6 separate regions of the Mus musculus genome follow, and all the other regions are linked to region 6. A link is a contact called in public Hi-C and promoter capture Hi-C data. All regions are on one chromosome and are shown on one strand. The core of a region is the stretch at or near the end of the contact, and the rest is flanking DNA. Distances in the headings are between cores, read along the strand shown.

Region 1 (4,643 bases), core at 1,342-3,841, 520 kb before region 6:
CACCGTGGGCAGCTTGTGCCTGCGTGCCCCAGCTCCAGCGTCTCATGTCCCACCATGGCTTAGCAAGCAGGACTCAGGAGAGCTCGGGGCAGTTTTGTACTTTATAATGGCTTGGGGGAAGGGATTTACTTTGTAGCCCCAGAAGTGGGGTTTCTAGTGTACTACGTATATCCTCCTCATTTGTGCCTGCCACATTTTGGATGGAATAAAGTAATATCTAATCTCTTTATTTTCCACTGAAATACTTCATATTCTCAGCAAAACTGATGGAAAATGGGGGGTGGGTGGGTTCCTGTTGTATTATTCCATTCATTTAACCTTTTAAAAAGAAGCACCAGGGCTTAAGCAAATTTATATTACAGAGTAAATTCAGAGAGTTAATTATAGAAATAATTTGTTTTGTAAGACTGACTCTGAGTGGCTGCTGAGGTCATTCTGAGAGTGTTGCTATGGTGATGGCACAGGCACATTGCCAAGGCAATGCATGTGTAAAAGGTAGCTGGCGGAAGATCTTTCCTTGATGTCAGAGACAGGAAGAAGTCATGGTATACATGGGACTTAATTATCTGGGAGATAAGCCACATCTAAGAGTGCTTTAGAAAACGTAGGTTTGCCTGTTTAAGTCCTCTTTACTCCTATCTTATAGGCCTTTGATGACTTTTTGCTATATTAAGACACCAAATAATTTGGAACTTGTTAATTAAACATATTTAGCCTTCTTCCACATGCTCTCAGATTCAGTGGTCAGGGTCCATGACTAGCTTTTTCTGTGGCTGTTTTACCAGCACTCGGCAGGGAGCCACGGAACATACGCTCAGTGTGTTGCTCAAATGAAAACTATTTTATGAGAAATGCGCAATGGCTAGGCAAGTAGAGAACTCCTTAGGAACCAGCCCAGGAGCCAAGGGGCTGTTAGCTACCCATCCTTATGTGATTACACTTCTGGGACATAGCTCGCCTGCATTATGTAAAAACTAAATTCTGAATTAAAACGACTGACAAATTTCAATACAACAGAGGAAGGGCAGCACTGGTTTAACTTCATTTAGAGATATGCTTCCTGACTTCAGCCCTGTCCACGGGATGACGTAACTGGTACAACCACACTCACCAGGGTACAGCTTCTCCCCTGGCTTTCTATCCAGTCCAGTGACAACCGAGGAGGCTGACCCGATCAACAGACATGTCTGAGAGAATCTCCTGAATGGAGCAAAGTTATATAGGGTTCTGTTGGTTTTCAGTAAAAGGAAGGGAGGGCAAAGAAAGAGCTAAAGTAATCTCACAGTTCCTCTCCCACAGCAACAGAGTCACCTGGAGTTTAATGGCACACTAGACTTACAGCTTTATGGTAGAAGCGAAAGATATGAAAGCTCTTGGATAAATTCATGGGCTATGCAAGGAGTTTGCCCAAGATTTTATTTGGGTTAAGTCATCATAAAATTCCAAGTAATAATCCCCAAACATCTCCCTGTAGCATGTTTGAATACATGAGTGGATGAAGGCAGCCACGCCCACTAGCTTGCTTTCTTGTTACAATTAACTTCAGGATCATCTCTTGCTGTAAACAATAAAGTTTTAAGTTTAGAAAAAAGGAGCTATACCCATGCTTTGAATTATTAAAAGTAAAGAGTAAAGCTGAGACTTCGGTAAAATAATATGACCAAATCAAATTAAATTTGACTTTTTTTTTGCTTGGGATATGATTCTAAGTGATCATTAATTTTAATGATTGTCTGTCCATAGCAAATTTGAGCTACTGTGAGCATAAGAGTAACTTTGAACAACTCAATTGTCCCTCCCAGTTTTAAATGAAAGCAACCCAGAATAAGATTTGGCAACATATAAGTGAACTAGCTTTTTTTAAAAAAAAGTTTTAAAGAAAAAGTTAGAGGCATATAGACAGACCTTAGCAAGTACACCATTAAGAAAAAAGGACCTGTGGGTAGTAAGTAAGAAAAGAAGTTTCTGGCATGTGATGCAAACCCAGCTAAACACAAGATAAAACAGTGCCTTGTGGCATTAACAGCATGCTCACTGGGCAGATATTTGGCACTGGGGGATTTTAACCCCTATTAAGTGTCTCCATGGCAAGGCTGCCATGTTACAGATTTGCAGTTCAAGTTCGATATGAAGATAAAATCGTGGCACAGAAAAATGATGCTGGGTAGGCTTCATATTTTTAATTATTAAAAAGAAGGTTACAAAAACTAGGTCGCCTTCATTAAAAAAAATTAACAAGACCTCATTGTGAGAGGCCCAGTCCCTTGGGAGTAGAAAGCTAGATCATGCCATGAGATCCTATCTGACTGTCAGAAAGCAGCGAAGGCAAGGAAGAAGCCCAGACACAGCTCTGTCCAGAGCTGGATGAGCACAAAATTCCAGAGAAAAAGAGTTAAAAAAACAAAACAAAAAACCAAACCACTGGAACATTGTTAGAGAGACCTTTAAAAAATGGTTTAGTGACAGTTCTGAAATCTACTACCCTGAGACAAGGTTCAAAGCAACCCAGGTCTGAAGGCCTGGATGGAGCGGCCCTCCTCCCTCTGATCTGATTGGCCAGGAATCTGGTTCAGCTTGTTAGCTGAATGCAGTTACTCATTACACAAGCACTCCCGTCTCAAGTGAACTCAGTGGGTAAAAGGGAAGTAAGCGTTCCTCATGGCTAGTGCTCAGTGACCGGTAGCATTTATTACGGGTAGTTTTGGACATAACGTTGTTTGCTTTTCATAGGAAATCCCAAGTGCAAGGCAAAGGCCACAAAGTAGTGTTATGGATCCCGATTCTTCAGAACGTTATCTCAGGGGAGAGTAATCTCCACAGTAAAGAGAAAGGGAAGGGAGAATGGGTCCCGACTCTCTTTGACAAAAGAACTACAACAATTCACAAAGTATTTTTTCCCCTTAGCAAATATCCTGAGTATCCTGAAAAGAACTTAGCATTTAGGAAAGAGACTCAACATATTAATTCTATATACATACTGTTCAAAATGATTATCAAAGAGACCAGTGGGACCGAGCAACTCTGTGTGCCAGGCAGACCCCAGTGTTGAGTCCAGGACAAGGCCAAGAGCAACAGATTCACAACTATATTGCACAAAGAAACAGACAAAGCCTGTATTAGATACACACACAGCCAGGCACAACAATGCACACCTATAGCCCTTACTACTGGGGTGGGGAGAGGGGAGCTAAGCAGGATTGTTTGTGGCAGGGAGCCTGAGGTACTGTACTGGTGCAACACAAATGGACTGTCTCTTAAGTAGGAAACAAAAGGAAACAACAAAATCCAAAGAGAGAGACAGAGGAAGGCAAAAGAGGCCCTTAGTTCCCCTACTGAGTTTTTCTAATTTATTTTCTTGTAAGACAGCTTTCAAGGGTGTTGATTAATTCTGACCCAATTCTGAAACACCAAGAAACAATAGAATGTTGCTTCTTATCTGCCTTGCTGTGCAGTGACTATGCTTAATTCAGATAACATATACCTGTTTAATGAGAATGTATTATGTTAAATTCTAATTCCGCGTGTCTTTGATGGGAGTTGGTGGCTGGCACAAGGAACTGGTATGAAAATACATTAAAATATACTTCTTTGCCTTAGGGATGTCAGACTACCTGGGAAGCAAAGATAGTACAGATGAATCAATTGAGAAACAATTAAGTACCCAAGTGTAACTTGCTAACTAAGAATGTAATAAGAAAGGATAGGTGATCATGAACTGCAGTAGGGAATTATGTGCACAAAAGGGTGGGGGATGCTAGAGGCAGAAAAGAGAAGAAATAAGAGTAAAGAAATCAGAAATGGCACAGAATTTTCTTAGTTTTTCAACTAATACCTTTTAATCAAAGTCCATGGTAAACCAGAGAATAACTTCTTTGAAAGTGGGAATGAACCAAATGATAAAAGACCTAAATCCCTTCCTAAAGGAGTGGTACTGTAGCAATGAGTACAGTTGTACTGCACATACCCACTGGTGATATGAACAATGGGCCTATGAGAAGTCCCACTGACCACAGCTGAGAGCTAACTCTAAACACAAGCCAGTTTCCTAAGGCCATATTATTTTAACTTAGAGGTTTACTCTGTAGCACCAGGCCCTGACATTCAAGCATGATGACCATGTCCAGAGACTGATGGATGGGCCATCCTAATTTGACTTAACATATAACAAGACAACATTGAACCTATTGATTTATTCATTTATTGATTTATTTATGTATAGAATTGTTTTGCCTGCACATATTCGGAATCCAGAAGAGGGCAGTGGATCCCCAGGAACCTGAGTTACTATATAATCTTATGAGTCACCATATGGGAAACTTAACCTGAGTCCTCTGCAAAAGCTCTAAGTGCTGTTAACCATCAAACAATTCCACTAGCCTTTCAGTTTACTGTCTTAAATTGAGAAGATACAGTAATAATGACCAAGATTATCAGAGTCCGCCAGTCAGGTACGAAGGCTGCTAAATAGGCAGTGAGCCAAAAAGGAAGGAGGCTCAAAGACTCTGAGGATCCCTTGAAGAAAGCAAGGCTCCTGGGTTGTTCATCTATGCTGGGGGCAGGGCTGTCACAAGTTGGGAGCATGTTTTATCTTACAAAATCAAATCTTTCCTACAGAACGCTAACCCAATTACAGTCTTCTTAGC
Region 2 (4,255 bases), core at 647-3,146, 800 kb before region 6:
CCTTAGCACACTATCTGGTACACTCATTTGCACAGTATAAATGACATCTAATTACGCAGACATTACTAGCAGATGACTGAGAACCACTGACTTGGACCAAGAAAATGCACAAGTAACTTATGTCATAGTGGGGGTGGGGGTTGTTGTTCTGTTTCATTTTGCTTTTTTTGCTATTTTGAGACAGGGTCTAACTCAGGTTGCCTGCTGACCTGAAACTCACCTGACTGAGAATGTCTAAGAATGTTTGACCCCCTGCTCTCACTTCTCCAGTGCTGGTAGCTAGGCATGTAACCACCATATCCATGACGCTCAAGGCTGGCAACTACTTCCCTTATTAAATGCTATTGTCTTCTGTACAACTCTGTTCACCTCCCCAGTCACCCCTCACACGCCTGGCAGCGAGCGGACTTGCTTCTGTTTTCAAGATTTACGCTGAGTTAATCTTACAGTCATTCTGGCAAGCGTTCTCCAAATGGATGTAAATCCAGAGGCTCATCTCAGAGCCAGTAACAGTGGGCCGCTTCTGGGAGGAAACAGGAGAACCCACTAGCTTTTGGACAGAATGCTCATCTCATTGGGAGGCTAGCTTCCTCCCCTCTCTGCTGCCAGTCTAGCGTCTTAGTGGTTTCTTTCCTTCTCCCCCCACCCTGCCCCCCGACATCGTGCTTTTCTGCTGATGTAATTAGATCAATTGTGCCAAGCTGGATTGAACTGAGTGCTGCATGGGACAAATGTCTAGGCAAAGTCATTAAAAGCCATGGGCCTTAACGATGCCTTCCCTGACAGCTGCTTTGTCCAGTCCAAGCTAGTTCAGGAAGAGGCCAACATGTAAAAGGAACGGAGTGGGTTTGGGGAGTTTCGTGGTCCTGGGAGGAGGAACCAAACTGCAGGAGCATAAACAAGCTGCAACCCCAAGAAGTAAGCTGTGTGCTCAGTCACCTGTGGGTCACAGCCAGCCCTAGGGGACTCTTAAGAAAGAAGAAATGTTGTGATATCTCCAAGATAGTATGCGATAGAAATTTTGATGATGTTGATGGTTTAAATCTAAAGCTTTATGGATCCCAAATACATTAAGTGGTTGACTTTCTGAGAGGGTCAAATAAGCCAGCCGAGAGGCCTGTGTGCTGGTCTTGCAATGCCAATGTCTATCACTAGAGGGCACTACAAGATCGGCAACCAATTTAAGCAAAGCCTAAGCCCGCCTGCAGTTTCCAGAGGGATACAGAGAGGAAGAAAGCGGAAAAACCACAGGCAGGTGTGTTCTTTGCTTAAATCATAACCTCTGCTCCAAAACTTAGATCCGTTCCACTAAAGGAATCTCCAACTTAATTGGGTGAGAGAAGGTGGCTGCTAACCCCAAGGGACATCTGGGACAGAGAATTAGGGGAGAAGAGGCCAAGAAGCAGGCCAGGAGGTCAGGGGAAACACCCACCCACACACATCCTCACTCCCCCACCCACCCCCACCCACACCCCCTGCCTCTCTGCCTCCTGGGAAGTGAAGCCTTGCAGAGTTGGCTTAGCAGCAGCTGCCGGCTGAGTACTCACTATTTGGCAGAGTCTGACAGCTGGTACTCCCTCCTCCTGTCGTAACACTCCTGGATTCCGGGATCCAGCCACAGCTGCTTGATGGCTGCCACCTGGTCTCTAGAGAGTGCAGTGACCTTGTCTACTTCCACTTCCCTGATGATCTGGGCATTTTCCTGTCCAACGGAAAGGAAATACCACGTTGAGCACAGAAAAGCATGACAGATAAGGGGATGATCTGGGGTGGAGGGCTCTGACAGGTGCTGGGCTGTGCACAGCCAAACCCTCAGAAACCAGAAGACTAGGCGGGGTGATTTGGTTGCTCAGTCTAGAGACGTGAAACAGACCGCACTAGACCTGCGCCTCCAGTCCAGCAATAGCAGAGGCAGCTGCTCAGACCCGGCACCCAGGTGTGAACAGAGACACCCACGCCCTGTAGCCACTTTCACTTTTCCCACTTTCTGTTCATTCCAACATCTATGTAGCCAGCAATGGACATAAACTGTTGTATCAGTCACAAACCAGGATTGTTTGGTTAGAAGTGGACTGGCCCCAGGTGTAAGAACAGGGACACACTCTCTCTGTAAACGGAAAAATCAGTGCCAACTGTCACCCTGCCCTTTTTCTCCCTCTTAAGTTTTTTTTTTTTCCTTTTCTTTTTCTTTGTATTTCTTTGAAGTAGATTTTACTTTGTAGAGCAGCATTAAGATTCAGCAGAAATCTTCAGCTCAACAGAAAGTTCCCATATGCCAGCCACGTAGTCCTGTGCATCAATCAGCGCACAGTTCTTTCCCACCTAGGAACCACTCCCAGATCACCTGCTCTGCACGACAACTACTAGACAGTGTTTATTGTAGCTATTACTCCGTTAGCACACTAAGGATTACAGGCAGGAGCTCTGTGAGAGTGTATGCCCAGTGGATACTTCTCACTTGCAATCCTAGCGCATATCCATCGCACCTGAACCTCTGCATGTGATTCCTTCCACTGTCCTTAGCCAGAGAGCGTGATCCAGGGTCCTGGAGGGCCTTGAGTAGAGCATAGGTACTGTCCCCAACCTTCTGGCTTCCCATTGCCGCTCTGTTGTTTCCTCTTGCCCTATGACTGCCCTCTACCCTCTACATCTGAAGTGGCCATGTGCCTCTGTCTTCAAACAAGTCCGGGAAAACTCCACAAAAGCAGAGTAAAAAATCTCACTTGTGCTTTTATCCAAGAGTTCAGCTCCTTTTCTGCAAGCAGTTGGTGCTTTCTTTGATAATGTGAGCTCAATAAACACATGTGGCACATGTATCTATGTAGCATGTCAGAAATCCACAGCCATGGGATATGACTAGTGTGGGGAGACGCCTTGCAGAGAGGGGGGAGTCCACAGAGGAATCTGGGGATTCACGGTGGTGCCTCTCAGCCAGTTACCTCGCTAACTCCGCCCCTTCTTGCATGTCATGCACCATAGGCTGTTTTCTTAAATTTAACAATGAAGTCCAGCTTTGCTGTTGAGAATTAAAGCCAAACAGTTGACAGAGGACTGGGTGGGGCACTGCCATGCTACATGGCAGGGGGGGTGGGGGAGGATGAGGGGAATAGAGGGATGGGGGAGGGGGAAGGTTGGTCAGCATCAATGTATGCCCAGGAAGCAGATGAATAAAGTGAGCCTGCTGGTCTTAAGAGTCTCAGGGAGAAGCAGTCAGACTGGAAGACAGAAGAGTTTGGGAGCAAGCCAGCAGTTGCAGAAACATCACCGATGACCAGGCTCTCATAGAGAGTTCAGCACGGACGTGGATGAACGTGGCAGAATAACTCGTTATTTTACACAACTGCAATATACTAATAAGAAGGGGAAACACAGGGCTCAACAAGAACTTTCCTTTCCCCGATTCTCAAAAATCAACATTTTTGCTGCTGGAAGAGGGAACACAGAAGACAGAAGTATGTCACACGGAAGTTCCCAGGCCACCCGTGAAAGGGCCACAGGTGAAGTGGTGGTGCCTTCACCTAGGGCCCTGGCTTCTGCTGAGTGTCCCTGTCAAGTACAGTGAGCTTCTAGTTGCAACCCAGCAGGCTGCCCAACCCGCCAGGCCCTCATCACAGGGGCTGCTCCTCTGTCAACTGCCCAGCACAGCAGCCATCTCTGCGGGGCCTTTTGTTAGGTAAGTAAGGGTTTGTGGTTTACATTTGTCTATGTATTTTAATTGGCAAGTTGATTCTACATAGTTATGGTATATATACCACATGTTCTCTTGACCTATGTAAATAATGTATATGGCTAAGCCGAGCTATTTAAGACGTGTGTGTGTGTGTGTGTGTGTGTGTGTGTGTATGTGTGTGTTTGTGTGTGTGTATATGTGTGTGTTTGTGTGTGTGTATGTGTGTGTGTGTGTGTGTGTGTGTGTGTGTGTGTGTGTGTGTTTGTGTGTGTATGTGTGTGTGTGTGTGTGTGTGTGTATGTATGTGTGTATGTTTTTGTGTGTGTGTGTGTGTGTGTGTGTGTGTGTGTATGATCTTTGCATGGTAAGGAACACTAAAGAGCTACTCTCTTGGCAATGTTCAAGGAAATAATACACCATCACTAACTTAATCACCAGGATGTATGGGAGGTCTCTTGAACAACTTTCTCTTTTCCAGATGATGTTTTAATTAAAATTAAAATTAATATTCATTGGTATGTTATCAATGATAAAAAAAAAAAACCTAACTAGATACTATGGGAACGGTCTATTGACATTCACTAT
Region 3 (4,414 bases), core at 1,427-3,926, 850 kb after region 6:
GTCTGGTGAGGGCTGGCTTTTCCTCACACACAGAAGTGTTGAAGGGTCTCCCTTTTGGGTCTCTTTCGTGAGAAAAGCCAATTGCATTCGTTTGTGGCCTTTCCAAAGGGCTGCCTCTCCAAATGCCCCATCCTGTGCCTTAGGGATGACATTTTAAGGTGGAGATCCAGGTGCAGGAGGGTAAGGGGATACACATAATTGTTCTGCTCATGGCAGCAATGTTGGACCTGAATCTTACATGTCACTGTAACGCTTAGCTGAAGCAAGGGAAAATCCTATCCATACACTGGAGTTTCCCCATGTCCAGAGGATACAAAAGCGCCCAGAGCTAGTCAGTAGCAGCACCATAGGTCTTAACATAGATCTGAACTTTCCTCCTGGCTCCCCATAAAGAGGGTAGAAACAATATAATTCGTTTCTTCATCTGGTCATGCATTCCCAGTGACCACACTCACAGCAATTTAAATTAGTCAACTGGGCTTTGACAAATAGATGTATTCTCAATGGGCATCTTCAAAATTCCAGTGGAGAGAAAATCGACTAGGCCTAAAACTATAAGCTTAATGGAATTTGCTGAGAATACGCAGCAGTTTTCTTCGGTTCAGGCCAACATGTTCCTTGGTGTTTTATGCAAGAGCTGTTACTGCAGTCACACCGAAGGGAAGATTCAACGAGAATGGGAAATTATGAGAAATGCCCACACTTCCTATTTCCTATATCTATTTTAGTTGGTGGCAATTACAATTTACTACGCAACACTCAAAATATAAACGGCACTATGTGAAAGGATATAACAGTGACAGATTTGCAGCCTCAAAGCGTGACTTCAAAATATTGGTGCCGAAAAGGTTTCCTGTTCCGGAAGGCAGTTGAGACTACAAAGCCCACGCAGGTGAAGGCGCTGGCAGGAGCGAGTGCTCTGCGTACCCTGGATGTTGAGCAAAGCTGTGCAGGGTAGATGGGAGGCGCCGCCCGGCCCCATATGGAGCCGACCTTCCGTGCCAATCGCACTATGCTATGGCACACACAGCGAGCTGAGCGAGGAAATCCTGCGAAGCAGGGAAACTGAGAGCATAAGGCCCGGAGTTGAAAATCAAGAAGGAAAGCCAAGAGTTTGAGGGAAATGCAGAGGCAGGGTTATGTGAGGAGAACATGCCAGTGTCCTGTCTCTTTAGCCCTGTCCACCCTAGTACTAGTCCTTGGCCTAGTACTAGGCTTGAATCAGCAGGGCCTGGCATGCCTCTGAAGTCAGCTGGTTTCAGCCAGTAAGAACCACTGCAGAAAGCCCGAGATTGAGCCCGGAAGAGGTCTGTTTCTTCCCTCGCTCTTATCTACAGCATGGCGCAGTTCACGACCCTCAGTGATGAGATGGTCTTTAATGCTCCTCCCCGACATACTCCTTGCTCTGACGCTGATTCTGAGATGGAGAATGGCCTCCCACCAGTCTGAGCACAAGGGTGTGGCGTCACCCGCAGGCTTGTTCCCCTTAACTCTGCTCACTTCTTTGTATTCCGTCATTTCATTAAATGCTCAGGAAAAAGCCTGTCTGTGATCCTGACTCATACAGAGAATTACAAGGTCCCCTACTCAGTCTCAAGGAGCATGATTAAGAACACAATTGAAAGTCTCCAGGGCTGCAGGGATAGTGCAGGGGGGTGGAGGTGGCAGCGGGGTTTCAGGGAAGACAGGCTCCTTGTTCTCTTGCACTTGCACCAGTCTTCGATCCTTTGAGCATTTGTACTTTAACCAGTGCCTCTGGTGTTCCTGCACACTTGCAGACAGGTGGGAAGCCAGTGCCCCCACACAATTCAGTTGCCTTCTTCACCTGGGTGAATTCTAATCACTGGAGCACACATGGCAGTTATGAGGTACGTGCATTTCAGGATTAAACGTGAGAGCGTCCTAATCTGTGCGCCAACATTCACCCAGCTGTGGCTTGCCTACCTAGTTTTCAATATTCAAGAGACTGTGGTCTGTGTTCTGGTGGTCATCAGTCCAGCAAGACTGCTAGCTGGGTTTTATTCGTAAGTGAGGTGGTGGTGTTCTACCTTACCATAAATAAATAGAACATCTTCACACTGGTTTCTGTCTTCTAGGATTACAGTAACTAGAACAGACTCTGAAGAGCAGTTTACTTATAGAAACAGGTTGACAGCCAGGATGCTCACCTCTGTCCTTCCTCACAGCCACAGCCACCAGCTTTCTGCTGTGTCACACTATGGCCTTAGCTGTCACAGAGCAGCGGGGGCTGGGAAGAAGCTTGGCTACAATCCCTGCAATTAGAAGCTGACCCTGAGATAAAAGTAACCGGAGGGCTGTACTTAATTGAATTCAAGTGACACTGTTCAAGCTCAGAAGGCAGAAGTGAGGGATACTGCTGCCTCTCAGACACAATAGCAAAGGCCCAGAACGGCTTGTTATTAAAACTACTGAAAAGTCCTTTCAAAGGAAAAAAAGCTGCTCTTTCCTACCTCTTAGCTAAGAGTGATTTTCCCCCCATTTTATAAAAATTGTGGTCCAAGTTTCATGAGAAGGCTTTACAAAGTTATCTTTAACTCTGTCAGCATTGCCAGTGTCAAACTCCAGTGAGGATGATTGTAATGTAACGTTAGCATTTTGTTGCACAATAGGAGATTTAGAGGGGAAAAAAGGGGGGTGGGAATGAAAGGACATAACCACAGAATGGTGAAGCTTCACTACTGCTCACGGGAAAGCCGTTGGTCTGGTGGTGTGGTAATGACAGGAACATAGGGAGATGAAGCCTGGCAGAGGTTGAAACCCTAGAGCTCAGAACAGTGGCAGAAATATCATATGACTGATTCACTAGCAGCAATGATGTGGCTTAACCTAAACCTAAAGGCAGAGTGACTACATTTTTAACCAAATTCTTAAAAAGTGCTTGCGCAAAGCCCTCTCCAAAGTGTCTTAGTTGAGAATGTCTGTATCTAACTCTGCTCTAGGAAGCAAGCTCTGGAAACAAGAAGAAAGGAAAGAAAATGTAAAATGTGTATACTAGATGAAGCATACAAAATTATAATAAATAGTGTCAGAAACAAGAAAGTAGGGCCTCTGTTGTGAGGAATTGTTTTATTCTTTGTGAAAAAAAAAATCATAGATGTATTCAGCAGAGCAAAAGTAGGGAAACATAACATTGACAATAGAAACCTCAACACTTTCAGAAGAAAATGTGAACCCAGGAAGGTGGGCAAAATGTAGTGCGATGGTGCCTAGTCACTATAGGTAGCAGAGGATAAGGGTGGATGACAGTCATCAGAGAAACACCGGGCTTAGAAAAGCTCGGTGGGATGCATTAAAATTCATGTTTGTAAAGGCACTTTTAAAATATTAAGAAATGTTTTTACTACAGCAAGCGAGAGGAGGTCCTCTCACAAAACTTCTTACCTGCCTCCCCTGGGAAGACAACTGATTACATATCCAAATGAGCTAACCACAGGCATATTGCGTCTGACCTTTGGAAGAACACTTTTGATGCTGTGCTGTAGAAAGGGTGCTCTGTCAGACAGCTATTAAGCTAGGAGCAAGCACAGGCTTTGGCTGGGGAGGTATAACTCTGTGAGCTGTGTCATATGGAGACAGCCGGCAAAGAGCCATGAAGCAGTCTCCTCCGTGTACTAACAAGGTGAGCCAGCCAATCTTCAGAAGCCGGGATGCAGGGAGATTGATGGGGAAAGCTCTATCACTGTCTAGGGAAGATCTCCTACCCAGGCAGTCCTTTCAGTCTGTGGCACTTGCATGGGGGTAGGGGTGGAGGGGTTTCAGATTCTTCCTGATAGATTTGCACTTTCTTTAATAGTATATAATAGTATACCAAGTTTACATAAGAGTGCTTCTGTAGCTTTTGTTTCACCATCAAAATGCCAGGTAAACATATCTTGACTTACCGGCAAGAAAATGAGATTCACCAAGCCCCACCACCTACTTATTCCTGGACACACAGACCCACTGTGTCTAGTTAATGACAATGTGTCCTTGGCATGCCCTGCCCAGCTGTGGATGAGGTTGGAAACTGGTTTTCAAGCAGAGCAGTGGTGTATAGTGCTCCTCCATCTTTAGGTTCCTAATTCTAGCTGGAAATTTGAGGAATAATGAACAGACTAAAAGCAAAACCTAGACTGCATACCAGACTATGTGAGTTAAAAATGAGTTTTATGCGTCCAAATCACAAAGGAAAAGAATCTTATTTACTGATATGTAAAACATATGGAATGAACATTTCAGCATCCTATAAATAAAATTGTATTAGGACAGCCATGTCCCTTTGTTTGTTTATTTAATATGCGTTTGAGGCTGGAGGAGATCAGAGCAGGAGACTTACTTTAGATTAATGGTTTCCAATCAAACTTCCTTCATTTTTCTTTCTTCTCCCCCCACCCCACTCCTCCTCTTCCTCCTT
Region 4 (4,410 bases), core at 714-3,213, 910 kb after region 6:
TTGATATCCAATGATGAAATCTGCACCCATGCAGACCTTCAGTGGCAAAGGGTTGTGGTCCACACTGAAAGGAAAACATGCTTTTTTGGGTGGTCTATGATGCTTAATAAGAACAGTTAAAAAGGAAAAGCATCTCCTTTGTGAGATGGGATGGGAGGGAGATAGAAGCTTCAGGCTTTCCCCACAGGAACTCTGCTTGCTGCTATTAACACAATTAACCTCTCATTGTTAATGACCAAGGTCATTTCCCATGGAATCATCAGGGCAGTTTCTCACTTGAATGTGTGTGTTCTCTCTATCTCTCCCCTCCCCCCCCCCCCCCGCAACACACACACACACACACACACACACACACACACACCAGGGTCTCGCCTGTAATCTGTAATTCCTGCTTGCTCGACTGTGGGCGTTTCAGGACATCCCCTCACAGTTATGAAACTACTGACCGGTGGAGCCTTCCCTGCAGATGGATTTCATTCAGGACTTGAGCTATTATATTAATGGGTTTAATTTAAACAGGACTAGCCTCGCTGGCCAAATTACTGCCATTTAAATCAATTGGTTTAGGGGAAAGACAGCCTGACCAGAGCTATTAGACTTCAATTTATTACTGTATCGGCTTTTAAACCGGGCAAAGTAAGTTTGCTAATGTCTGTCCTCTGTCCCCTGAGCTCAAGTGCAAAACAAAGTAATGAGATTCTCTGGAGTTTGAAAAGAAAAAAGAGAACGTGAAAAAATATATATTAATTTTGAGTCACTGTCTCACGAGGCCAGATAAGGTGCCCCCCCCCCCCCGCAGGAATCCCCATCATAAGACTCTATAGATGTCTTTGATTCCCTTCATTAAACTGAGATTCAAATGACCTCACAGATGTATTACTTTAAAAAGCCTTTTTCCTTGGATCTTTCTTCTTCATGAAAAAAAATAAGCACGGCTTTTTTTTTTTTTTTTTCCTCTCCCTCACACGCACATTTCAACCTGATTCAAATAGAGAGGCAAAGGGGGAGAAAATGCTTTAGATGTGCTCTTTGATTTTTTCCAATCTCGCCTGAATAAAATGGAATGAGAAATCAAGAACACTCAATTAATTGCAACACTGGGTGTCACTAGGAGAGGGAGGGGGAGATGAAAGGCGCATTAGAGATGCGCAGCCTTAACAAATGCATGGATTCAAAGAAGGAAGAAGACGGAAATAAAAAAGCGTGTCTGTATTTTATTGCACTCGGTAAGCTTTTCGCTTGTATTTATAGCTGCAATTATATCTCAATGAGGTTTGTCTACAGTGTTGGCTTCACGCTAATTTTCCCCCTCACTGCATTCTTGGAATAGGCTCGGACTGTTTATGAACCAGACATATTGACCTCATTTACAGCTAGCAGTTTAAATCCATAATTTTTCCACCCACAATCCCTCTTTGACATTCCGGCGGTGCGGCCGGCTCAGCGAGACTGAACTAAAAGTCTCACACTTCATTGAACACCATTATGCGGCTTTATGCTTATGAGCCTGTTTCCCTCGGCTGCCTTTCAGCTTTGCTGGAGATCCGTTTGGCCACAGGCCGGCAGTGATTAAGTGGAAGAATCCAATAAATCACCCTGTCAGCCAGCAGGCTCTCCTCACTGTGTCTACACATCGACATTTGGATTTGCGCCTCTCTCCTCTCTCCCTCTCTCTCTTTTGATTTTCTATCCCTCTTTCCCTCTCCTCCCCTCTTCCTACAGTGCCATTAAAACACCTCTTTCCCTTCACACAAGGTGAACTTGAACTGCTATTGTGAACAGGGTTCCCTCTGAGCCCTCTGGAGAGACAGGCTCCTTTGATTTGCAGTTCCCAGGTCCTGACTTTCCCTCCCCCCACCTTTCCAATTAATTCACCCCTTAATTCTTAGGCCTCGAGGAGGGGGATGGAAAGGGGTGGACCATCAGAGCAAGTGAGAAAGAGAGAGCAGAGTGCTGAAATACCCCAGCTTCCCGTCGGCTCCCTGGCCTCTGGGGAAGCCACAGCACAAGAAGGGGAGGGGAGACTCTCCTCGTAGACTCACATCAGAGCCTTGGCTGGTCTAGTCATAGTCTTTTCGGACCAGTCTTTTCCTTGGGGGTGCACGTGCTGAGTTCACTATTAATTAGCCACGCGCAGGTTTCCCCCGACTATTCCAAGTTGGGTCTGGAAGAAGGATCCAACTCAGGCCTGACGAGCCTTTCCTGGTGTTATCAGCTGAGCGTGTAGGCAGCAAGCTCCCCTCTGTTCTCACTGGTGAACTGAGTTTGTGGAACAGCCTCTTCTTTGGCTTGCCTGGTAATTTCCTGACCCTGTCTCTTTGGTATTCTCTGCATAGCCACAGTTGTCTTTTGTCTGGGATTATTTCTGCACTGTGAGCACAAGCATTTGTTTGATGTCCCAGACATCAAATATACTGTACACTCTCTGAGTGGCCAAAGGAAGTTGGATTCTTGCTTTTGAAAATTCCACTGGCAGAAATGACAAAAGGCAGTATGAACTCCAGACACAAAAGATGGGACAGAGGATGACGGGACCAGTCTGGGGTAGGTACAGCCTTCTCTCCTCCCTAATAGCATGGAATAGAGAAGCGCCTTGGCTATGCTGTGGGTATGTGTAACCGCAGAAATAGCCTGTGAGCCAGAAAGGAAATCGATACAGTCACCAAGGGGTGGCCTGCCTTTGTTATGGGCTTCCAGTCAGTGTTGGGTAGGAAGAAGATCTTACAGAGAGACAAGGATGCCTTTGTGTCCATGCCTCCACCTCTCAACTGATGCTCAGTATGTGTTTCTTACTTCATGTTTGCATTTTGTAAGCTGCCTTCTGCCTTCTGCAAGGTAGCTACATGGATAAGCAGTTAATCAGGACATTATATAGACCTTCAGAAGGAAACTACGAAAGAAAAATGCTCTTACACTCTTCCTGGTATATTCCCCATACCTGACATGCGATAGGAAGTTAGCAGATGTAGTTTCTTCTAAACTCCTTGTTGGTATTAATGTCACTATGCCTCCAAACTTGTATTTTGAAATGTTAACTCCTTAGGTGGTTGTAGTAGAAAATGGAGTCTGTGAAAGACAATTGGGTCATGGGGTGGGACCCTTGTGGATGGGATTATCGTCCTTACAAAAGAGTCCCAGAGAACTCTCTCGGGCTCTCCACCCCAGACTTGCGGGCTCCAGAGAGGTGAGAAATTTCTACTAGTTACAAGCCACACAGCCTGTGGTACATTACCATACCAACCTGAACTCACTGAGAGCTCTATACACAGTGATGCATGTAAATTTTACTCAAGAGAAATGGATATGGCCCTTAGGGATCAGCAACTATCATAGTCTATTTACCTTCCCAATTTAATAGCCAGCAGCTCCTCTATCCCACCCTCGCCACCCCCACTGCTTGCTTTACTTAGCCTTCTCCCTCTTTGTTCCGTACACTATCATGGATGAGTGAACACAGAACCAAAATCCAAATCACTGTGGGGGAGACAAAACTCATTCCATTAGTTGCTGCTTTGACAACATTCCGTCGAATTGCATGGAAACAGCTAGGAGAGCAGCTAAGAAAGTGGCTATGGGAAAGATGCTGCAATCACTCCTTTCCCCACTCCTGAAGATCATAAAAGGGAAAGAACTCCATGATAACGCTTAACTCGAGTCCCTATCCCCCCCCCCCCCCGCACAACGCCCTAGGTTCTCCGTATTTGACATTCTATAAAAATATGAAGATTCTCCACCAATTATGCATACACAGTGAAGAAAACAGCTTCTATGAGTTGCTCAGTAATTGCAGAGATAGGGCAGGGATACATTTATTCAAAAACTAAAATCTGTCAAGGGTAGAAATTTACATGATGCTCAGATAACCTCCATTGTCAAAGGCATGGAAACTGCACCTGCCTTCAAAAAACACTGAAGTTATTGCATGAATCAAGTTGCCACAGAGTGACTCAGTTTCTCTGTAATGGAGAAATAATAGAAGTATTTGTTACCTTGTCATAGTGAATAGCTCTTTTGAGAAAGAATGATATATGTAAAGTGCTTTGAGCTGCCACTGAGAGAGGAGGTGATCTTGGAATTTATGTCAGCATTATCATTAAGCCTTTTCTCCCGGGGACTCGGTAGTTTTCAATATTGTTGCATTGATTCCAGTAGCTTCACAAACAGGAGGAACAATAGTCAAGAGACAAGATCAGGCAAGAGACCAGGACCTTCTTTCTGGTTCTTCATCAGGCTAGCTCTGTGAGATGAAGGAAGGCCTCGTGGTCCTCTGTTCTTTCACCTGTAAAATGGGGGTAGCACTGAATGATGTCCGAGATTTTCTCCACAATGCTAAGTGCAGGAAAAAAAGAAGCATCCATCCTTGATGGTATAATTTTGCACAATGGCCTTCTCCTAAGACTCTTTCCATCT
Region 5 (4,332 bases), core at 1,234-3,733, 930 kb after region 6:
TTGAACCGAAGAAACCAAGAGGAGCACCTTAAGGATTCTCCCAATGTTTCCTGTTGCAATTAGCCACAACACGACTATGCTCTCCGACACTTAACTTTATTCATTCTTTAAACTTCATAAATCAAGTGTGTCTCAGAGAAGTTTCTATATGTATGAACACAAAGAAAATGTAAAAATCAAGTTAAAAACAATCATTCGGGCCTGCAAATGGCCCAGTGAGTGAAAGTAGCTGTTGTCAAATCCTCACAGCCTGTGTTCAATGCCCAGAACTCACTTGGTGGGGAAAAAAAAAAAAAAAAAAAAACAGCTCCTGCAAGCTGTCCTGACCTTCGCACAAGCCCATCCCCACAAGTAAATAAGAAAATGTAAAAATTAATTAATTAATTAAAAGCAGTCTTTCTTCAAGGTTTAACTTGTATTTCTTGTTGTTTGAGGAACACAAACACACACACAGAGAGAAAGACAGACAGACAGAGAAAGAGAGAGATACAAAGAGTTTGGGTGGGAGTGGGGCTTGATGATAGTAGCTCTATTCAGAGTAGGAGGCAGAAGAATGAGAGAGGAATAAGAATAAAAATCATTAGAATACTTTATATAAATTATAAGAAACTGTAAAAAAAAAATTCTGAACAGTCTTTCTAATATGTTGCCATCTTTAAAATTATTTAAAGGGAGAGTTAGGAACAGACATGAAAATGCTAATAGATGTTTGTACTCCCTGAGATTTTAGGTGACACCACTCTGCTCGTTTCTTTCCATGTTTTGATTTTTCTATCGTCTACATGTGCTCTCTGTGTTTATTTACTACAAATAAACTCTGGGTGAGACACACTGTAACCTGAGAAGCTAGAGGACGCATGTTGGAATTATATGAAAGAAGATGGTCTGAAGAGCGTTCTGACATGGCTTTCCAGTTTGTTTTGTGTCTTGACCTCTTAATCCCTTGTAGTCTCCTGTCTACAAAGTGAGGTAGGCTGTTTTCTAATGTGGTAAATTATAATGTACCCCGGTAGTGTTAGGGAGTTGATTACCAGGATCTAGAATGTTCTCATTCAAGCACAGTTAGATAATAAAACATGGAGAAAAAAAGGAAAAGAAGATACCATCAGGATCAGAGGACAGGGAAAAGGCTGCTGTTTGTGGGACCAGCATCCAGGCAAGGCAGATGAGCAAGGGACTGCCCCCATGCCATTCCAATCAGCCATGCCTTTCACATCACTGCTGGCTTTGTTGTCCAAATGTTAATAGATTTCCAGAGAGAGAATTCTTCTAGTTATTCATTTCTGAAAAATTACAGAATAATGGTTTACAATGTATTGTGGTAATTGCATAGGAAGCTAACTGCTATTTTTCTTAATAAGGTTGACCCTTTGAGGCCTGGCATGAAAACATTTCCACAAAAGGATGTGCATGGTCCTGGCAGGGTGGAGGAGGGGCATCTGTCTTGTTTGGTACTTCTGTCTGTCTTCTTTCCTTTTTTTTTTCTTTTCTTTCTGCTGCTATGACTTCTGCTACTGTGACTGCTATTTGTTTTTGTAATTGTTCTTCAAAGGCTTCCGGCAAGAAAGCTGTTCTAATTGTGCAAATCACAGAACAGCTGATCACAGAAACGGTCTCAAGTCATCTGTGCAACCACTGACTGAACTTTCAAACAAGCTGGGGGCGCTTCCCCCAATCCCCTGAGTCCAGCATCTGACAGTGAACATAAAGCAGCCGCCAAATGAGATACTGAAACAGTTGTGTGTCACTAAGCCAGTGATTTGATCTGAGCAGTCAGCAATCACGCTGCCCTGGGCTGCAGAGAGACTTGCACTGCACTGATGCAGGCTCCCATAGGCAGGCTCCCTGCCTGACTTGTTACCATGGTTTCCAGTGCAGCCTGGTCTAGTGAGAACGTTTGTCTCGTTGAAAGCAGTTAATGCTGGGTTCAAATCTACCCTCTGCAGCTAAAGTGACATGAACCAGGCAAATCACACAGAACTTGTTAAATGAAGCATTTCCTGTTGCCTTAAGATTCCAGTTAAAGCCCAAGAAAGCAGTTGGTACCTCCCACTGCTCATCCATGCAGAGCTAAGAGGTGGCTTTAAATGACTTGATGACTCATAGCTCATCACCACAAATGAGAGCCTAGGGACGAATTGAGGAGAATAATCAGTGTGGTGGGCAGGCATGGGCATCAGAATACTGTTGTCTAAGGAAATTCCTCAGGAGGGGAAGAACAGGATGTTTTCTACTGCTCCAGTTATTCAACAAATTTAGACTGTCCCTATCATGTCCCAAGCATATTCAAAGTACTGCAGACACAGTAGTGAAGACAAGCTATTTTCATGAGTAGCAAAGGCTCTCCTTGAAGGTGCAAGTAAGCTACCAGATTGAAGGGAGGCAGGTTTCTTATCGACAACCCCAGCCACACAGCTACCAGACACTTAGGAGCAGCCAACCCTTCCAGGCTTGAGTATGAAATAGTGTGAGTTTCTCTCTGAGCAAACTGAAGGCTGAAAAGGCATGTGGGTATGAGTTGACCATGCTCAAGGACAGTAGAGCTCCTTAGACCAAGGCATGAAGGATTCCTGCCTTAGACCTTAGACTCTCAAATCCTCTGCTCTTATGAAGGCATTAGTTTTAAGGATGGCGAACACAACATGTTTTATCAAACCATTTTTAACTTGACTTGGATGGTCAAACGGGCTGACTATGCAGTTTGGAGTTTTGTTTATACTTCTGCCTAGGGTCCCACAAATGTGAAAGAGACAGAGAGAGAGGAAAAGACACAGAGAGACAGAGAGAAAGACAGACAGACAGACAGACAGACACACACACACACACACACAGAGTTAGAATTTGGAACAGAAATATAAGGGGAGATTTGGCAGAGAGATAGGAGAATCAAAGTCAGAGGTGAAGTAGTGTCAGGGACAAAGACATGAAGAACACTTTAAACCCTTTCACATGGAATTTGGACATGTGCCTTAAGTGGTATTCAATTGCTAAGAAGCATAAACCAGCACCCTGCCAAATGCCACTGAGGTCTGCCCCCTATTGCTTCTTGTTGATTTAGCCCCAGAGAAAGAAGCACCAACAGAGCAATACTTTTCCTCACAGCTCTTTCCAGAGCCTGAGTAGAGACTGGAGTTGAGAAAGGAGAGAGGTTTTTGAATAAGAGGTTGAAGTTTGGTTAAGATTTAGTTGGATTTGAAAAACCCAGAAATTAGATTATCTGAATATCAAAGAGACTTGAAAAACTACAGGATTGGCAAAGTGTCTCAATGGGCAAGAATAAAAGATTGAACTTCAGGGATGAGAAGGTAGGAGGGAAGTCACAGGAGTCACTGATCTCCCTTCAGCACAAACCATCTCATGGGCAGAAGACAAAAATGCAGGCAGCACACACCAGCTCACACGGATGCTATAAATTAAAGTTGAAATCATCAAAGCAGATTTGTTTTGTCTCATAATGTCAGAGCGATTTTGGTCCATCATGGAAGGGAAAGTTTGGCAAAAGTCTAGTTCATGGTAGCAACAGTGTGTGGTAAAGGCTTTCCGCATTACAAACAGATCAAGAAGCAAAGAGAAAAGCAAGAACCAGGGACCAACCTACAACCTTCAAAGGCCTGCCCTCTCAACCTCATTCTGCCAGACAGGCTCACCTCTCCTAAAGGTTATTCAGTCTCTCTCTATAGCTCCACAAGTGGGAAATGATTGCTTAAACTATGAGACTATAGGGGGGAAATTGGGATTCAAACCCTAACAGGATTTTTTTTCTAACAAACATTTATTTAAAAAAATTATGCGCATGGGTGTTTGACCTACAGGTGTGTCTATGTGTGTGTCCAAGGAAGCCAGACAGAGAGCAAGATCCTCAGGAATTGGAGTTACAGATAGTTATGAACTGCCCTATGGGTGCTAAAAAACAAACTATGTTCCTCTACAGGACCAATTAAGTGACTCCTGAGCCATCTCTCCAGACCCCCCCCCCAATAAAAGCCAAGTAAATGAGTTATGCTTATGAAGAGTCATAAAGCCCTGAGGAGTGTGTAGAAGGTGCCATGAGATATTGTGGGACATCCAACAGATACAGGAGCTACAGATCTGCTCTTATTGATGGAGCAATATCTAACTGGAGACCTAAAAGACGAGTGAAGGGACCCAAAGAACGGCAACATTCTATGTCAAAGCACAGACGCAAAAGAGTAAAACAGGTGGTTCAGTAAAGCTGTAGGCCAGATCAGGTGAGGCAAATGTTGACTGGGCAGGGTGCAGAGCTTCGAGGACTATGAAGGGCCATTGACATCCTGCTAAATCCAAGGCACTGGTGTTTCTCCTGGCCCCAGG
Region 6 (4,290 bases), core at 1,107-3,606:
CACTTCTTGTGATTCTTACATTCTGGACATCCCATCATAAAACACAAGCCCGAAAGGCACACACCAAATATACTGCACTTCCTGATTGCCAGGGAGGGAGCGCGTTCTTGCTCCTCCTCTCCTGGATCCATGCAATAATTAGCCAAAGTAAAATGAATATTAGCCCATGCTTAGCTGCCTTACTGTGAGCTTGCCAGCACTGACCCAGTAGTGCTAAACCAATTATTTTTTGAACTTTATGGCTTTAAATAATCCCTTGCTCTAAAATTCCCTGTACCCCTCAGCTACTTAACCACAGGCCCCTCTGCCCTAAATCCTTTTCTTATACTTTGTAGCTTTTTAAGCAAGGCCCCTCTTTAAGAAGACATAATCCCTTCTCTGTAGAAAACATGAAAGACCTTGAACAAATCAAGATTTCTCCATGGAGAATTCAGTTAATCCTGCGCTTATTGCCTAACAAGGAAATCCATCTCTCCACCAAGCACGCCATTACCCGGACTAATGCCTGACTTGAATAACAAGCAAATTATTGTGCTTTTAATTGTACCCTGCCTGGTCACGAAGCACATCTGAGAGAGGGATGTGGCATCTCTTCCCGAGAAACAGGTCAAGCCTCTAATCCTCCTTTTCTTTTTGCCTTCCCCTCCCCCTCCAACCCTTTCTCTTCCCAGCAGCAGAAGGGGGGAAAAAGACAGCTAAATTATGTTTAAAATGGAAGAGCTAAAGAAGAAAAAAAGGCAGTAAATACTGACTTGGGAGAAGGAGAATTATCCTCTGTCTCTGCGGTGTGGCTCATTTGAGAACAATCAATGTTATCATAACCCCATTACCAGAGGGCGATCTCTCTCTCTCTCTCTCTCTCTCTCTCTCTCTCTCTCTCTCTCTCTCCCTCTCCCTCTCCCTCTCCCTCTCCCTCTCCCTCTCCCTCTCCCTCCCCCTCCCTCCCCCTCCCCCTTTTCTAAACCAGACTCCTAGTGCATCTGTGCTATTGACAGTTTGGGCTGGATAACTCTCTGCTGTGTGTGTTAGTGGTGGGTCTCTCCTGAATGCTGTAGAACGCTCAACACCTTGTCAAGTTGTGTCAATCCAAAATGTTCCAATATGATAACAAAGACTCTTGGATGTCATGCCAGTCACCCTGATTGAGAGTCACAAACCAAACCCAACATATTGCGATGGACTGGTTGTATATGATCGTCCATCTCTACACAAACGCTAATCAAATCAGGATTTTTTTAAAACTGGAAACCAGGGAGGCAATCATGTCCTTCATGTATGTAGAACAGAATGAAATAAAAGGCAGCCGAAGCATTTGTTGTCAGGAATAGGGGAGTTGCTTGTTTCAGGATCCAGGATGCAAAAAGACTTGGCATTTGATCCTCAGTGCACAGACAAGTGTCTCTGAATGCAGGAAGCTTTTGAATGCCCCTCCCCATCTTGCAGTCTTAGAAACTGGGCTTGTTTTGGGTGGGAGAAGGATGATATGAAGGTTTACAGCGTAAGAACCATTACCCAGAAGTGCTGATACCCAAGATAGTTGAGGTCGGATGGAGAAGTGGTGAGCCTCAAGCTCTTTCAGACAATGCCAGCCAACCATCCTGAGACCTGGAAACCAGCATCACGGAAAGCGCCCCACAGCGGAAGTATTAGTCACGCGCTGCACTGCACTTAGAGTTGCAACCTTAGAGGAAAACGCCGTCTTACTCCGAGGTACAAAGAATCAGCTTATTTTTAGAACTTACTAGAAGCTTTGTTGTCTGTCCTTTAGTGGCCTCGAGCAAATATGGGAGAGAAAGGCATTGCCGTTAACCTCCGTGACCAATAGATGGCGGTGTATCTCTTCCTGAGAAGCCAGGCTTGGCAGCAGCTGGTAAGACCTCCTTAAGCTAAGGAAGACAAGTGCCACTCGGTGTCCTCTGGAAGACAGGCATTTCCTCCCATTGTTGGCACAAACAGCTCCAAACAATTGTACTGACCACACACCTTCAAGCCACATTCCGGGGTGCTGCTGGCTGCCCTGGAGTGAATGCCAGGAAAACGAACCAAGCTGCTAATTTGCTTGATTGGGGGGCGGGGGGGGGGGGGAGGGGGGGAGAAGGAGCGGGAGAAGGAGGGGGAGAGGAAGATCTTGAGTAACAATGGGCATGATTTATTTTTCCAACACGAATAGGGGCAATGCTATTTTAGCCCCTCTTCCAACTGCTGAAGTAAATGAAAGCAGCCACCTAATTAGCCGGAATCACTAGCTAGCAGAGGAAAAATTTCTGCTGCGACTCAGGCTGGGGTGGGGAGTTGGGAGAACCGGGTGTGATGTTGGAGGAGGAGAATGGGTGGGAAGGAAAAGGAGGCCAGGCGAACAGAAGGCTTTTGTAGAGCCCCTGGCTGCCTGCAGTCTGTGGGCTGAGCTGGCCCCGACCCTGAGAGAACAAGGGAGCTGTGGTTCTTCACATTCATCTTCTGCAGGCGGAAAAAGCATCTGCTGCAAGACCGGTCTCTGAGTTGATTTTTAAAGTGCTACCGGTGTAGATGAATTAGCTTGGGAAAGAGAGTCCAGCCCTGTGTCGTCTGGCTGACCTGCTGGTGGGCTGTACCAGGACCCCGCAGGAAGGCTCTCTGATGCACCATTAGGGACATTTCAGGCTGATCTGAGACCAAATTTGGCTGTTGGTCAGGAATGAAACAAATACCTAGTTATAGACTGATCCTGACTAATTGTCCTTCTCTAGCAGGACATATGCGCCATCCCTACAAGGGCAGTATCAGGAACTATCAGCACAACAATGGGCAGGTAGGCGCTGTTGAAATCTTCCACTTCACGAACTGAAGTGCTAATTTATTTGTTCAGGGATGACTTTGGTTTTTTAGTTCGATATCACTCTAATTGAAATACTTCACTAATGCGATTTATCCCAACTGTAAACTGTCAGTTCCCACAGCTGTTGCCTTTTTTCAAGCAATCTGGCAAATGTGTACGGCTAAAAACACAACCTTAGGAGATTGAGAAGGAGCCTGCACAATTTTCTTCCCCCCCCCCTCAGCTGGCCCACATCACCCCTCCCCCCCCAGCCCCGCCCCTGAAAACCTTTGAAACCACACGCTCCTTTTCCATAGCCACACCCACTTCGATTTTGGACAGATCTGCTGTGTTTGGCTGATCAATGTCTGTCCTTCGTCTTCTAGACTTGTACCTGGTTTTCCTCAGGGGACATGTGTCTTTAGTGAGGTGGACTTTGGTCTTCTGTGCTGGGGTGGTGGACATGTTATCCAGATGTAATAAAAATCTTTATATTTCCACCTATTTTGGGCTCCTGATGGAGGGTCTTGCTCAAATTAGCAAAGCAACAGCCATAAAACCGAAAGGAGACCCAGTTAACTTTGAATTTTAGATAAACGATTATGTTCTTTTATTAAAGTGTATCTGAGATATTATATGGAACACACACACACACACATACACACACACACAAACCTGTTGTCTATCTGGAATTTAAGTGTAACGAAACACTGTATATTCTGCCCCATGATGCTATTTCTTCCTAAAGAAGTATTTGACCTAAATTGGTCAAACTAGAATCAGACTAGGACTTTTACAATAGCTTTAGAAAAAAATATGCTTAAATAAACTCAAGAAAAATCAGTTGAGCTACTGAAGAGGGAGGACCTGTGCTATGACTGTTAGTGGCTATTTCTCCTACTGTGTGGCAGCCAATGCCATGAAGGACAACCATGTCTCACTTGACCAGGTGGGTGAGCTGCTATTGAAGCTGGCCCTGTGCTCAGAGAAGAGAAGGTGACAATGGCTATATAGAATCACAGCTTTCTGCCTCTTGAAATAAGCCAATAAAATGTCAACCCTGGGTTGTGCCCACTGGGCACAGCTGTTTAGTCAAGAGAGTGTTGAATGGATGTCAGACAGTGCAAATAGCTGATGCCAACAGAACCCTTCTATTATTGCTCCTTCCTTCCTTCCTTCCTTCCCTCCTTCCTTCCTTCCTTCCTTCCTTCCTTCCTTCCTTCCTTCCCTCCTTCCCTCCTTCCTTCCTTCCTCCCTCCCTTCCTTCCTTCCTTCCTTCCTTCCTTCCTTCCTTCCTTCCTTCCCTCCTTCCTTCCTTCCTTCCTTCCCTCCTTCCCTCCTTCCCTCCTTCCTTCCTCCCTCCCTTCCTTCCTTCCTTCCTTCCTTCCTTCCTTCCTTCCTCCCTCCTTTCCTTCCTTCCTTCCTTCCTTCCCTCCTTCCCTCCTTCCCTCCTTCCCTCCTCCCTTCCTCCCTTCCTCCCTTCCTCCCTTCCTTCC

The links. Promoter capture Hi-C pulls out the DNA fragments that hold promoters and counts their contacts. A called contact is a pair of places that touch in the nucleus more often than the background predicts.
Region 1: a contact with region 6 is called in a Hi-C map of the N1E-115 cell line, with 8 times the contacts expected there. A contact is called at or near these places in 1 of 484 Hi-C or Micro-C datasets (the N1E-115 cell line) and 1 of 130 datasets of targeted methods (microglia).
Region 2: a Hi-C map of the N1E-115 cell line shows a contact between it and region 6, with 6 times the contacts expected there.
Region 3: a contact with region 6 is called in a Hi-C map of the N1E-115 cell line, with 21 times the contacts expected there. A contact is called at or near these places in 3 of 484 Hi-C or Micro-C datasets (the N1E-115 cell line and cerebral cortex) and 2 of 130 datasets of targeted methods (acute myeloid leukemia and astrocytes).
Region 4: a promoter capture Hi-C map of hippocampal neurons shows a contact between it and region 6, with 5 times the contacts expected there. A contact is called at or near these places in 1 of 39 promoter capture datasets (hippocampal neurons), 3 of 484 Hi-C or Micro-C datasets (cerebellar granule neurons, cerebellum and cerebral cortex), 6 of 130 datasets of targeted methods (astrocytes, differentiating embryonic stem cells, embryonic basal ganglia and 3 more) and 1 of 9 other capture datasets (embryonic trunk).
Region 5: a Hi-C map of the N1E-115 cell line shows a contact between it and region 6, with 7 times the contacts expected there. A contact is called at or near these places in 1 of 39 promoter capture datasets (hippocampal neurons), 2 of 484 Hi-C or Micro-C datasets (the N1E-115 cell line and cerebellar granule neurons) and 2 of 9 other capture datasets (embryonic tail and embryonic trunk).

The regions. Positions count from the first base shown.
Region 1 is chr19:16,324,064-16,328,706 of GRCm38.p6, reverse strand. All of the region lies in intron 3 of Gnaq (guanine nucleotide binding protein, alpha q polypeptide), which reads right to left. Among named protein-coding and RNA genes, the nearest start is that of Mir496b, 11 kb to the right of the region's middle.
Region 2 is chr19:16,596,387-16,600,641 of GRCm38.p6, reverse strand. Gna14 (guanine nucleotide binding protein, alpha 14) reads right to left here. Exons shown (of 7, transcript NM_008137.4): 3 at 1,548-1,702. Among named protein-coding and RNA genes, the nearest start is that of Gm41811, 15 kb to the right of the region's middle.
Region 3 is chr19:14,954,428-14,958,841 of GRCm38.p6, reverse strand. No RefSeq gene overlaps it. Among named protein-coding and RNA genes, the nearest start is that of Tle4, 360 kb to the right of the region's middle.
Region 4 is chr19:14,887,979-14,892,388 of GRCm38.p6, reverse strand. No RefSeq gene overlaps it. Among named protein-coding and RNA genes, the nearest start is that of Tle4, 290 kb to the right of the region's middle.
Region 5 is chr19:14,869,107-14,873,438 of GRCm38.p6, reverse strand. No RefSeq gene overlaps it. Among named protein-coding and RNA genes, the nearest start is that of Tle4, 270 kb to the right of the region's middle.
Region 6 is chr19:15,799,582-15,803,871 of GRCm38.p6, reverse strand. No RefSeq gene overlaps it. Among named protein-coding and RNA genes, the nearest start is that of Gm24319, 120 kb to the right of the region's middle.